Regions from separate parts of the Zea mays genome. Here all the other regions are linked to region 2. Evidence: chromatin contacts called from public Hi-C data. All regions are on one chromosome and are shown on one strand. The core of a region is the stretch at or near the end of the contact, and the rest is flanking DNA. Distances in the headings are between cores, read along the strand shown.

Region 1 (4,471 bases), core at 1,784-4,283, 630 kb before region 2:
ATTATGTTACTTACTGGAATTGGCGTCTGAAGAAGTCTTAGAACAGAATTGGGGAGCCATGAAAAATTCTACAGACATGCAAAAGAACATCAATAATGGCCATGTAGTAAATACAATACACAACCACACATGCATGGCCGATCAAAGAAAGAATATTCACCTTGAGGTTCCAGTTGCTTTTCCCAAGTTGATCATGAGGAGATGAAGAGAAGGCACTCCCATCAACGTCACAAGCATATTCTACGAAATCCATTTTGCCAAAAGCAATTTCACGCCAGAACTCCTCCTCCACATACCTAGCTGGGAGACAACTAGAGCTGGAATATTTCTTAGAGAACACTTTGTTCGCCATTTTCTCATAGTCCCGGAAGGTGTACTTTCTGCAGAGTCATGCCAAAAATGATGAAGTTCAGAACATGAGCTAAAGCAATAATGAAAATAGACAAACAGTGGGCATACCTTCCACTCATGAAGAAAGTGACTGTATCATCCTCAGCCCATTCAGCGAGTCGAAGGGGCTGAACTCTAGTCATGAACTTAAAATTGGGATGTTCCTTCATCAGCACAACACCGGCAGGAACAGACGCACATACAGGAGAGACGATTTTACAAATACCTGAAATATAAGTAACAGTCATAGTTATTCAAAATGTCTAGCAAGACCATTGGACCAATGAGTGAAAAATGATCATATACATATTTTGCTAAATAAAGCAACTGTACCATATTTAGCAGCCTCAGGTGAAATCTTCTGTATATATGCAATGGGATCCTCAAATTCCTCCTTGGTGGGACAATACACAGGGCACTCTGGAATCTTGTCTATCCACTCAAGGTTGGACATATCAAACTTCTCCACCTTGCGCTTTGCAAAAGGACTCTTGTCATGGACATTTCCAGGTAAACCTGTACTGTTGTTGGAATGCAATCTGACTCCACAGTTAGCGGGGCTCCGCAAGGCATCACCGCCACTTCTCGCAGCCACAGCAGGATTGTCGCCAGCTTCGTTCTGAGCACTCAAACGCACTCTCTCGAGCCTCCTCCGCTTCAGGGTCTCGAGGCCGTTCCTGACCTCTGCAGGGAGATAGCTCCTACCCTCCACCTAAGGCGTAGGTAAACTAGTCAATTTTGCAGTCAAACAAAACTATCATTTACTGCAGTTCGGTATTACAAGTAGACATTGACCAACAGAGACAGCAGACTGAAACAGCACCAATTGTTTGGATACCACAGATTGGTCTTATGTAGTACCAAAAGAGCAGTAACTCGGCAACCAAGTCAAGAAAGCTGTAGGTACCGAAACCAAACACGGCACGTTGATATTCCTGGGGTTGTTTCCCTACCACGCCCATAGTCACAATCAGTTTGCAATATGATTTTTAGCAGCCACGCGCTCTAGCTTGTATAATCAATCAATTATCCATAACAGTGCAAGATGCTTAGCGATAATAGCAGTAACAAATAAAACATGATTAAGTCATCAACTAAACTTTCCTCGGAACTAGAACTAAGAGGTATCAGCGTAATGAGAACGCATAAAAAATGGCGTGTACCCCTACTCCGCGAAGAAAGAAAAGAAGAGAAATCTTCCTAGCAGACCGCAGACGCGGTCAAAGTAGGCAATTACGCACATGCGTGACGACCATGGTGGTGAAGCCGAAGGAGAAGGAATTTGTGGAAAAAGGGCGGTGGAGGTGGCGCACAAAAACGCTCACACGTCAAGAATCGGACAACGAACCGTAACTTGACTTGTACTAGCGGTTCGGCAGGAGTATCTCTGCAACCTCATATATACTACCAGCACAAAACGAAAACGAGGCGAAAACAAGCACCCTAGCGGTGAAAACCAATAGCCGTATGGGAGAGGGGGAACGTGGCCCTAATTCCTAATAGGGACCGGATTTGACGAGTTTTCCCTGACGGATAAAAAAAGGACTCCTACTTTTCCTGCATTGACGGAGCAGAAATTCATCAGGAGGCGGCAAACTGACGAAATTAACGAGTTGGGTAGGAAAAAGCTGGCACGTACAAGAAGCAATCCACGGCTGTCTAGGGAGGTTTTCTGCCGAATTGTTGCAATTGGAAGCAAAATCCACGGGTTGGGCCGTTAATCAATTAATGAAATCTAGATATAAGAGAATCTAATTCCGTTTGGTTTTTGGCGTTAAAACAGGCGAAAACAGAGGAAGACGGGGGGACGAGGAATCAAACAGTAACCACTAACCAGGCGATACGATACTACTAGTAGTAGTGTTGGTGGTGATTAATTGCCGCGGCGACTGGAGGAAAAAGCGCGCGAGTGGAGGAGGAAATTGACGCAGATCTACAGGAGGGGGGGAGGATTCACCATGTCGCGTTCGCGTCGCAGGGCGGTGGGTCGGAGAAGCCTCTAGAGAAATCCCCGGCGGCACAGGTCCCACATTCACCTCCGGAGGTCCCCCCGGCGCGCGGGAGAGGCCGGGGATCCGAGGCAGGCGGTCTCCTCCTGTTCCTCTCACTCTCCCTCTCTCTCCTTGGGGTCGGTTGGTTTCGCGCGCGACGCCGGCCGGACAGAGGCGGTGGGGAGGGCCAGGCCAGCAATGGGAGCACCGGGCAGTGGGCCCCACCGGCGGTGGCCGGCGACCACCCGCGGGGGGAAGGGGGAGGAGGCGGAAGGAGAGATGAGGGGTGGAGTAAACGGGACGGGACGGGACGGAACGGGGGAGACGCGGGTGGTGGTTACTTTTATGGGGGGTGGGGAGGAGGGAGGTTCGGTTGGAGCAACCGAAGACGAACGACATGGACAAGAACAGGGGGGGCGTTTTGGGGAAAACGCAGCCGAGCCAACCAACCGAACCGGAAAAGGGGGGCAACTGGGCTGAGAGGCCGTCGCCACTCGCCCGTGTGTGTGTGTGAGAGAGAGAAGGCGAGCGAGACGCGGATGGGCTGGTTGTGCTTGGGTACTACCGCCCGACCGCCCGCCCCGTGGCCTCCTTTCCGCGCTCGCTCTTCTTTTCTCCTCTCGCTTGTGTTGTGTCGTGTCGTGTGTTGGTTGTCGTGCGAGCCCCGTCCGTCCGCCTCGTTCCCGTGGCCGCGCCCGCGGGATGGACGACCACGGCCCACGGGGGGTGAGAATTCAGAGGTGGTTCCACCAAACGCCCACCGCTAACGGAACCGCGTCGTTCATTTGCACACCCTCCAGCCGAAGAGAAGACAGCAGAGCAACCGCTCTGCATTTGTTTCTCGTCCCCCGTTGCCAGGGTGGTTGCGTTTAACTAACTGCTCATTTGACCCAGAGAGAGAGAGAGGAGAGAGAGGCGCGGATGAAGCACGGCTGCCACCTCCCTGCATGTGCATCAGTTTTTACAGCCTATCCTATCCACCTGGCCACGCCACCGGGTAGGCACGACCCTACACTGCTTTTGCTCTAGAGAAGTCTCCGCAGCAGTAGTACTGCTGGCTCTGACCATTTTGCTCCGTGCACACACACTGATCCCTCCTTCCGATAACATCCCAACGCAGGACACAGTTGTGCTAGTACCGGCCGTAGGCTTTACCTGGTTTTTTTAATGGCTCAGTGTTTGTTTAAATGAGTGGTCTCTAGGGGATAAGTCTACCTATTCACGACTTTTAATACATATTTTCTTTCCATACAAATTGAACTTTTTCGTTCCACAAAGTTTATACAAAAATAATCCAAATACTTATGATCCAAATAAACACATTATGAATTTATATTTTATGGTGTGTCTATAGTGGTAATTTGGTGCCATAGATCTTGCACTTTTCATGAATTCAATCAAACTTTAAAAATAATTTAAAACAACTTTAGGTATTGATTTGCTTTACGGATAAGGAGTACTGATTGGCAAGAAATCAATTATTAATATCTATAATTAATATATATATATATATATATATATATATAATTACCAGGTTGTTATTTATACCTGCCGTCATCGTTTGACAGGATAGTACCCTCATATTTAGGTTTGACGGGGTTTTGGTTCTATCGCAATATCATCACAAAATAGCTGATGGGCCTCTGCCCGGGTAACCTGGTAGTATCCCATGGCGGAGCACAGAAAAAACACATGGTATAGCTGATGGGCCTCTAGGTCCTGCGTAGGCAAGTTCTCATCCGTGGGCATGCCTGCGGCAAGCATCGAAAGGTGGAACAAGCGTTTATGAAATGATACTCTTTGTAATCAAAAATATCATGAATCTCCTACCTCAATCCCTCATAGAACCTAACGATTTGGTCCTTCGGATCCTCAACTACCCCACCTCACAACATACCTTTCTGAAGTTCTTGGTAGTATTCCTGCACATACATGTCTCCCTGATCTAAGTGTTGCAATATTTTTCGAAGATCACATCTATAAGAAGGAGAAACAAAGCGAGTCACATCTCCTATTTTTAACACATTCCATGTTTGTGGTGCAGCACGTGCGTTAACAAGTTCATTCCACCAAATGATAGCAAAATTTTT
Region 2 (4,618 bases), core at 415-2,914:
GCCGGACAGTCCACGACCTAGCACAGGGGCTGGTTTCCTGCCTGACGAGCCGGACGGTACACGCCTGATGACCGGACGGTCCACACGTGCGCAGGGGTGGCGGAGTTCGTCAACGGCGCCTAAATCTCGCTCCCGGGAGGGACCCGTCGGGAGGAGAAATCCTAGGCTTTGCCTTGGGATCGGCAGGCCGTCTAAGACGCCTCTAATTGACGTAGAGCCGGAGAGAGGTGAAGATTTAGAGAGAGGAATCTAAGTTACTGTCTACTCATAGAGCAAAAATGTACATAACTAGATGTATATTGATTGATTGATCGATTGTTGGTGTTTCAATCGGCCGTAGCCCTCCATATATATAGAGAGAGAGGTTCGGACCCGTTACAAACCGTCTCCCAAGCTAATTCCACGGATTTAGCTAACAAATCCCGCAAGAAATTTAGAACTCTAACTGGCTCTGCGCGCGCGAACGGTTCGTGCCATAACGGTGAACCATCCAGACCGCGGAGTGTCCGCATGATCAATTTGGTGCTCAACAATACTTAGGTCAATTTGGTGCTCAACGATACTAAGATCAATTTGGTTCTCAACGATACCAAGCGAGGAGAAGGTGGGCTGCTAGCATGCCGACATGCATGCTGCTAGCGCGACACACACTCGCCATGGAGGTAACAAGACAACATCAGAATTAATAATATTATTAGTCGAATAAAAGCAAAGTTTTTTATATTCTTTATAGTTTTTGAGATTTTGATTGTCTAACTGCCTATTTAATTAGATGATCAAATATAAATATATATATATATATATTTATTTGTGTCTAGAAAAATAGAGATTGAAGATATACTCTCTATAGCACGAGTTATAAAAAAATCTACTCAACATAAAAGTATAAACATATTTTTATTCAAAATTAATTTTTAGATAATGATTTAGAAAGTATAGACTCTCTGTTCCGAACCTTTATAGCCAATTGTTATCTCAAATAAGTTGTTAATTGATTTTAACTGGGTCAGAGCAACTACCAAATGTTTAAGAGGCATAACTATGAATTAGCTCGTACATTAGCTGATCTGCTAAAAAATAGCTAATTTTAGCTCCTAATCAGTACTATAAATTTTAGAGGTTTGGAAGAGACAAAATTTAGAATGAATGCAGGCCGGGCTAAAAGTCTCATCTTGAGCCCCACTGACAGTATTAATAAATACCTGATAAATGCGATGTGCCGTAGAGAATTCAGCGAATTGGTCAGCAACACCTCAGCATTGAGCATGCGGCAACGAAATCGTAGTCATGTAAACATTTCCGTAATACTCGCTGTTGCCTGTTGCTCATGGTCACTAACCTCCATCATCATCACGCCATAACTCATGGGTTGCTGCTGATAGTTACAGGAAAGTGCAGGGCAAAAGCTGGGTGAAGTTGAAGAAATGCAAAAAGTCCAGACACCAAAATACGTATTGCTGCGGAGCAAATGGAATCGTAGTGGACAAACGGAATTGCTGGCCGGCAGCTAGTCTGCCACTCGATCCATCGGCGGACGGCGGCAGTGGCCAGTGGGCAGCGGCAAAGACGCGAATCAACCGAGCTGGTCTCCCTCGCCCCTGAAGCAAAGCAACCTACTCCGCGCTCGCTCCTCCACTTGCTCCCCTCCTCTTCCGTGCTCGTCCCGTCCACCGCCCCCTCCCCCTCCGCTTACGCCACACCCAGCCCAATCAACTCGCCGCGGACCGCGCCCATGCCCTCATCTCCCTGCTCCTCCCAAAATTGACCACCCAATCAATCGGCTCCTAGTCCTCACCCCCGACCCGTTCCCATGGATCGCACCACCTCCAACAACAGCAGCAGTGCCAGTAGCACCACCTCCGCCGGCAGCCAGAACCCGCACCTCGGCGTCAACAAGCTCGGCCGCTCCATCCGCAAGGCCACGCCGCCGCCGCCCCCGCAGCCACAGCCCGCCGCAAACCGCCCTCCCCAGCCCCAGCCGCAGGTCTACAACATCAGCAAGAACCAGTTCCGCGACATCGTCCAGCAGCTCACCGCCGGTACCCCGTCCCCACCGCCGCCGCAGCACCACCACCAGCTCGCCCACCGCCCGCCGCAGCCGCAGCCCAAGACACCCTCCATGCGCCTCCAGAGGATCCGCCCGCCCCCCATCGCAACCCCCGTCGCCCGGCCCCCGCCCGTCCATCCCAACCACCACGCCGTCCCCCACAACCCTAACCACAACTACCCCGTCTTCCACCGTCCGCCGCCGCCGCAGCCCCAAGCACAGCACATGCCCGCTCCCGGCCCTGCCTGGGCTGATTCCCCAGTCTCAGCGTACATGCGCATCCTCGAGAACTCCCTCTTCAGCGCCACCCCACCGGGAGCCGCTGCCGCGGCGGCGGCGGCTGCAGCTGCAGCTGCGGGACAGCTGCCACACCCTCACCACCAGCCTTCACATCCTCATCCCCCGCCTGTACCGTCGCCTGGGATACTCCCTTCCCCAAGCAGCTTCCTCAACCTGCTCTCGCCCACGCCCAGGTCACCTTATCCGCTACTCTCGCCAGGGTTTCAGCACCCGCCGCCGCTCACGCCGAACTTCCCCGCGCTGTCTCCGTTGGCGGGGACCGGCATCCTTGGCCCAGGACCCATGCCGCCGCCGCCGTCGCCGGGTCTCTGGTTCCCGCAGTCGCCGTCTGGGCTCCTTTCTCCATCAGGCTTCTTGCCGAGCCTTAGCCCAAGGTGGAGAGATATATAGCAAGTCTGTGTTTTCCACAGCAGCTGCCCCTCTTGAGCAAGGCGGCCGTGTAACATTTGACGGTAGGGACGTAGCCACGGTGAGGTCGGTTGGGTCGTCCGCCGGATTTGGCTGGAGAAACACACAGGTGGGTTGTAACTTTGGACTCCCATATTTATTGCTGCTACTTACTGCTTCTGTGCTGTGGTTGATTAGTCGGTATGTAAAAGGAGATTTGTTATATATTTGTAATTGTATAACTGTGAAATATTTCAATTCATTCACTTCTCTTAGATGCAAATTCTGGACATGTTCTACTTTAGATTCTCGAGTGACTAGGCTTGGAAATCTGTAATTGTAAACCTGTAGTTCATGAAAGAGTAGCTCTTTCTGACAAATCTCAAACTGATGGGTATTGTTGGTCTGCCTGTTAAGGCATGGCATGTTCTTCTTATTCTTTTTTTCTCCTTTCCGTATTACTTATTGGTTGAGGAGCTTCCTGGACATTATCTGGTCAGAAAATCACCATCAAACAAATGTTGGTAGTTATCCCTATCATGAACTACTGAAGGGCTTAGTCTTTAAGATTGACACACTGTTCTTATGTTTATAAGTTACTAACTGTTCACAGGACCATACCATCCTGTGCTAATTGTGCCCGTATACATATGATACAAAGGTTGCTCTTTTGCTCATTTTGGCCGCGTGGCAGTAGCATCTTCTGATCTGATCACTAAATGGGTTATATGCAGTTCAACATGGTAATCGACATAAGCAGCACTTCTCGCAGGGACCACACTGTATACCTTTGGTTTCTGGATTTCAGATAGAAAATAAAATATTGTCCATGCCCATGTCAGTATATTAAAGGAAATATATTCGTATAGTTACAGTTGTACAGACTTTTGTATGGCATACTAGCTTGTTTTCTTTCTTACCTACATCTATATAAGGTTGCGCGACACCTTTATTGGGGACACATTCCTTTTATAGCAGCATATCTTTGAAATTTTCAGTGACATATAATTGTTTTGATTGATCTTTCATCAAGTGGTGTCCTTTGATGCGCACTATGCTTGGAGTCCCCAAAGTTCAAGTGCTTTTCCTAGTGGGAACTCTCAGGCTATCTGAATTGTCTTCTGGGTTATGATGAACACTATGCCATGTGTTCCAGAGAAAAAAAAATGTGTTTCCAACTGGGACTTCTCATGCTGTGTATATCATTTTGTGTGGCATATTATACTTTGTCTGTGTCCTCTGTTTAGAATTAATATATGAAATGTTCTACTGGACCCCCTTGGTATCCAGTGCTAAAGAGGGAGTGATCCAATGATGGCCCTTGTTCCAATTAGTATTATTTGTGAGCAGCAGCATCTTCTAATTAGATACTCTTTCTTGGGAATAATTGGTATTTTACCACGGTCCCCTATTATGTCATCCTGTGTCTATAATTTGTGGGTATATCTGTGTCTACCATTGTGATACTTAAATGGCTTTCCATGATCTGCTATCAGAAGAAACCTTGCTTATGTTTGTGAATCATTATGTTGATGGTTACATGCTTTGTAATGTGGGAATTTGCTCGCGGATGTGAGTACTGAGATCTATGGGGTGTTTGGTTTAAGAAATCACTACATCTAAATTGAGGTGGTACATCATGGGTTCATTCTTCAAATTTGGTGGGATGACCTCATTTCTCATATTAGTATTAACTAACTAATTATGAGGAATGAGGTGGTGATGGATCAACTCATTCCATTCCACAAACCAAATAAAAATAGTGAGGAGTGAGAAGATGATGGACTAGCTCATTTATCAAACCAAACACCCTACTAATGTGTGGTGTTCTGCCACCTTACCATTCTGCTCACCGGAATGGAAAGGTGGCACTGATCTTGTTGG
Region 3 (4,787 bases), core at 1,627-4,126, 710 kb after region 2:
GTAGGGGTGCGCGGCGGTGAGCCCGAGCCCGGGGGCGGCCAGCAGCAGGCCGGCGTTGATGGCCACCATGTCGACGCCCCTGTCCATGGCCAGCGCCCACGCCGTCTTCTCCGACAGCGTCTTGGCCAGGGCGTGCCACAGCTGCATGCGCGCAGAGGCAGACAGCACAGGTCAGGTCAGGTCAGGTCGTCTGCTGGCTGCGTCCGTGCGTGTGCCGGTCGGTCGGCAACCCCAATCGTGTTTCACGCACGGACAGCAGTTGGCATGCAGTGTTTGTCGTTTTTGTCCATCGGAGCCTGCATGCAGTGTTTCACGCACATGCATGGAGGACGAAAACGAAGAAGATGCATGCAACCAGCAACCACTCTTGGTGTTGGTTGTGTGGTAGTGCGTCTGATGATGACGTGTACGTGTTTGTTAGTTGGTTTAATTAATTAATTAATTAATTACTACTCGACTCTCTTTCTGTGTCCTAATCCCGAGCCGTAGACAGTTGAGAGGTCAGCTTCAGCAGTCTGGAGTCTGATGTCTGATGCCACTCCTCATTTGATGCGCACAGGCTTGGACTTGTACAGCCAGCCTCAAGAGACAGAGACAGAGACAGCTCTGTGACTCGTAGACAACGCCTGATTCTGAATGGACCTGTTTTGTGCTGTGCTCATCAAGGTAAGGAAGGGATATTTCAGGGACGCCTTTAAAATGGAGTTTGGCCACCAAGAACCCTGATTTCCAGGCACGCTTGCGTCGCGCGGCAGGGGCAGGGCTGGAGTGGCACGCGACTGCAGGCACCCACACACAAAACAGGTGCGGGAAGCTACAGCCAACGGATAAGGGATGGATCGACTCGACCATCGATGGTGAAAGGTATCGCTCGGCCGGGGGCTGCAGGATGAGGACGACCCAGGGCAAGTGGCCAAGCAGCCGTGTGGCCTTCCAGGGCGCCGCAGCCTCATCCCATCGGCTTCGATTTGATGGTTGGATGGAAATCATGGGGGTTGGTAACCACTGTTGTCTGATGAAAGTTGCCTATGCACGGCACGGGCGGCACTAATCCATGAAACGGAACTTAAAAAAAAACAGCGAGTCGCTCACTCGTACGCACCTTGAACTTCCTGCAGAAGGCGAGGTCGCTCCAGCTCCTCTCGTCGGCGACCTCCTCCCTGTGGGCGCCGACGCCGGCGCCGGCGCCGCTCCAGACGACGGCGGTGACGGAGGAGGTGAAGACGACCCGCTCCATGGCGTCCGTCTGCGCGCACGCCTCCAGCACGTTGTGCGCCGCGCGCACCTCCGTCTCCACCGTCGACTCCTGCACACGCACGATGCAGCACAACCAAATTAATAAAACCTGCTCGTCAGAAAAAACAGCTCGTGCAGTCGGTGCGTGCTAGCTGCCTGCTGGCCTCCCTGCTCGCTCGTCAACCAGCTCGTGCAGTCGTTGCGTGCTAGCTGCCTGCTGGCCTCCCTGCTCGTAGGAGTAGGACGGACGGGACAGAGCAGACCAGCCAGCCAGCAAGCAGGGGCGAGGACGAAGGGGCAGCAGCTGACATGCCCATGCCCATGTGAAGGGTTTTAATGCACGCGGAGGAAAAGGGTTCGAGTTCCCTTTCCCCTTCCCGCGGTTGGTTCAGTTTGGTGGCCCAGTTCTCTGCTCCGTTGCGGTCCCTCTGTGCTGTGCTGTGTGTGAGCTTCCTCCTCTCACCTTGTCCAGCTATTAAATGCGCTCGGCTACTCCACTGTACTACTGGAGTAGTACGCTGGTAGGACAGGAGCAGGAGCGGGACTTCACACCGCACCTGGAGCTGGAGCCTGGAGGCTGGAGGAGGAAGAAGGGGCACGCTCACTCATCACAAGTCACAAGTCACAGCCACACCACACATGAGCTGTGTCATTAATGGGTCATCATCATCAGAGGAGTATGAAGAGGTCCGGGTCCCAGCCCTCCTCTGGAACGAACCAAACAGCCTAGACCAGGGAGGAGGGAGATGGAGATTCATGGAAAAGGGAGGAAAAGGTAGCACAGGATCGGCTCATCTCCTCTCCTCTGCCACTGTCCAGCTGTCCCGGTCCCTGTTCATGCTACAGTGCTAGTATAAGCTCTGGCTGGGTCTACTAGTATAGGAGAGCATAATCCAATCCAATCCAATTTTATGCAGTGAGCGCTACTACCTACAAGTCACTCCTACAAACGAGCTTTCGTTTCTTCGAGGGGAAAACCCGGATTAATACTAATATGCAGAGGAGAGAGAGAGAGGCGAAAGAAATCAAGCAAGCTGCCGTCTTGTACTCACATCGCATTGGGCCTGGTCGTCGGGCGTGTTGAACATGCAGAAGACGCCGGCGCAGCCCCGCACGGCGTCGGCGATGGCGTGGTAGTCGAACGGGTCGGCGCGGAACAGCTTCAGCCGGTGCCTGCACGCGTCGGCGGCGCACGACAGGTGGCCGAGCAGCGCGGCGGCAGCCGCGCCCTCCTCCCCGTCGCGGGCGTACGTGGCGGCGTGGACGGTGTACCCGCGCCGGAGGAGGCGGTCCACGAGCGCGTGGCCCAGCGGCCCCGCGGCGTCCATCACGCACACGCTCTTGCCCGCCGCCGCCGCCGACGACGACTCCACGGATCCCGGACACATGTTTTCTTCTTCGACCGAGGAGGAGGCAAGACAGCGAAGCGAAGCCGGAGGAGGAGCTCAGCGACGACGGTGGTGGTGGATTGACGAGGCCAAGATGATGATACGGATTGCAAAGAGGGGAAGGTGAGGCGCGCAGTATATATAGCGGGAAGAAAAAGAAGAAGAAGAGAAGAGACCGGGGCCGGGGCCGGCCGGCAAGGACAGGGCGGGCGAGAGAGACGGGTTATTCCGAGCCGGGAGAGGAGAGGAGATACGAATCAATGAATCATACGATACGGGGCCGGGTCAGAGGCAGCAGGCAGGCGGGAGGGGGCATTCAAAGGGCGTGCGTGCGTGCCGGACGGACGGATGGACTCCCGGTGCGGTGCCGTGCCGTGCCGTGCCGTGCCGTGCCGTGCCGTCGTGTCTCTTGTGCTTTTGCCGTTGGCGTTGTTGGTTGGGCGTGCTCGCCTGCTCCCCTACTGCTGCGTCCAAGAGACGACGGTAAACGCACTCTAGAAGATTTTTCGTCTATAAACTTTAACAGTATCCTATAAAACATCTTTAAGGTAGTGTTTGGTTCAGGAGCCAACTAGAACGGAACCGTTCCATCCCTGATTCTAGGAATGGAGCCGCTCTGTTTTGTGTTTGGTAAGCTGGAACGGAACGGCTCTGTTTTTTGTTTGGTTGCAGAGTGAACTGGAACAGAGTGGCTCCATCCTTTGTTTGGTTCTAGAGTGAAGTAGAACGGAGCGATTTCATTTTGTGTTTGGTTCAAGAGTAAAGCATAATGGAGTGGCTATGCTCTATATTTGTTTGATGAGTGCAAATAGATAATTTTCTCCATTAGTCAATCTGTATTTTAAGATATGACACATTCATACAACCATTAGTCATATCTTAAGATGACAAATATAACTATAGATCATAAAATGTATAATAATTACTCCATAATCTTACACATGACTCATCCATACAACCATCACAAAAGTGTTATGTCAAAAATAAGTTTCATAACATATCACACACATGTCCATACATAGTTTCAAACAAACATAGGTCCTTACATAGATCCATACAAATTGTGAAATGTATTATTAGATTACCATAAAGCCTAAAACTTCTCATTAACGAAGTCGGTAATCATAGAGACCTTGTAAAGCAATGGCACATCCATGAAAGCATGTGCAATGTCAGGATTAGAAACCAAATGAGAATAATACTTGGACTTGTGCGCAATCTCAAATCCTGGAATATTGTCTACAGCTTCAAACAAACCAGCTGGCAAAGGTTTGTTTGCTGCCTCCTTGATGGCACTGGCTAGTGTTTGAGTGGCATGCTGAAATGCTTCAACTAAGAATTCAGTACCATTGTCTTCCCTCTTGGCCTTCTTGGATGGTTTAGTTGCAGATGTTGCTGCAGGGTCATTCTCATGGACAGCACTAGATGTTGCAATACACCCTTCCTTTTGCACATCTTCACCATCATCAACAGCAAGAGGGTCATTTGATGTCTTTGCAAATCGTCCTGATGCAACACTATTGCCAAAAATTGTAGCAAGGTTGCCATAGTAGGGAAGAGGCTTGTTTATAAATTCATCATCACCCTTGTTTCTTTCATCCTGCATGCAATAAGATAATTAGTGCATAGACATCAACATTGCATTCAATAAAATGAGGGTGATGATGAGCTACACTAGTAATTATCTGTGTATATGAGCTACACTAGTAATTATCTATGTCACAATTAAAGAAATAACTTATATAAGGTTTTTACCTTCAGGGACACGAAGACCATTTTCTCGTTCTAAAGCATCTCTTAAAATGAGGGCATCATGGGCTGTCCCCTCCCATCCGGCCATTACAAAAGTGAACCTTAGATCAAAATCTACTGCTGCCATTACATTTTGAGTAGGGTGACTCTTCCTACCACGGAATGCAGCCTCCATTTCCTTAGGAACAGAGGCTCGAACATGTGTGCCGTCAATGGCCCCGATGCAATCCTATTTTCCCATTGGAACAAAAAATGTAAGGATTGGAAATTCTACATAAGACCATTGGATAGAAATAGGTCTAACCCGCAAGATACCTTAAAGTAAGGATCCCACCGTGGGTTTCCAGTGATTTTGGTCGGTGTTGCTGATGATGGTGGCTTAATGAAGTCATGTCGTAGCTCCCCAACAGC

The links. A called contact is a pair of places that touch in the nucleus more often than the background predicts.
Region 1: a contact with region 2 is called in a Hi-C map of bundle sheath, with 4 times the contacts expected there. The contact joins the promoter of LOC103637730 here to the promoter of LOC100272484 in region 2. A contact is called at or near these places in 4 of 25 Hi-C or Micro-C datasets (bundle sheath, ear, endosperm and 1 more).
Region 3: a contact with region 2 is called in a Hi-C map of ear, with 2.6 times the contacts expected there. The contact joins the promoter of LOC100193580 here to the promoter of LOC100272484 in region 2. A contact is called at or near these places in 2 of 25 Hi-C or Micro-C datasets (ear and endosperm).

Annotation. Positions count from the first base shown.
Region 1 is chr1:105,259,735-105,264,205 of Zm-B73-REFERENCE-NAM-5.0, reverse strand. It overlaps LOC103637730 (lysine-specific demethylase JMJ706), which reads right to left and starts at 3,033. Exons shown (of 11, transcript XM_020546447.3): 1 at 2,348-3,033; 2 at 724-1,102; 3 at 460-616; 4 at 161-380; 5 at 15-68. The coding sequence starts at 2,350.
Region 2 is chr1:104,632,262-104,636,879 of Zm-B73-REFERENCE-NAM-5.0, reverse strand. It overlaps LOC100272484 (Protein HAIKU1), which reads left to right and starts at 1,664. Exons shown (of 1, transcript NM_001146955.1): 1 at 1,664-2,995. The coding sequence starts at 1,811. The coding sequence ends at 2,737.
Region 3 is chr1:103,927,963-103,932,749 of Zm-B73-REFERENCE-NAM-5.0, reverse strand. LOC100193580 (dihydroflavonol-4-reductase) reads right to left here and starts at 2,876. Exons shown (of 4, transcript NM_001138687.1): 1 at 2,289-2,876; 2 at 1,103-1,306; 3 at 1-141. The coding sequence starts at 2,624. LOC103644826 reads right to left here. Exons shown (of 4, transcript XM_020542065.1): 4 at 3,428-4,224. The coding sequence ends at 3,718.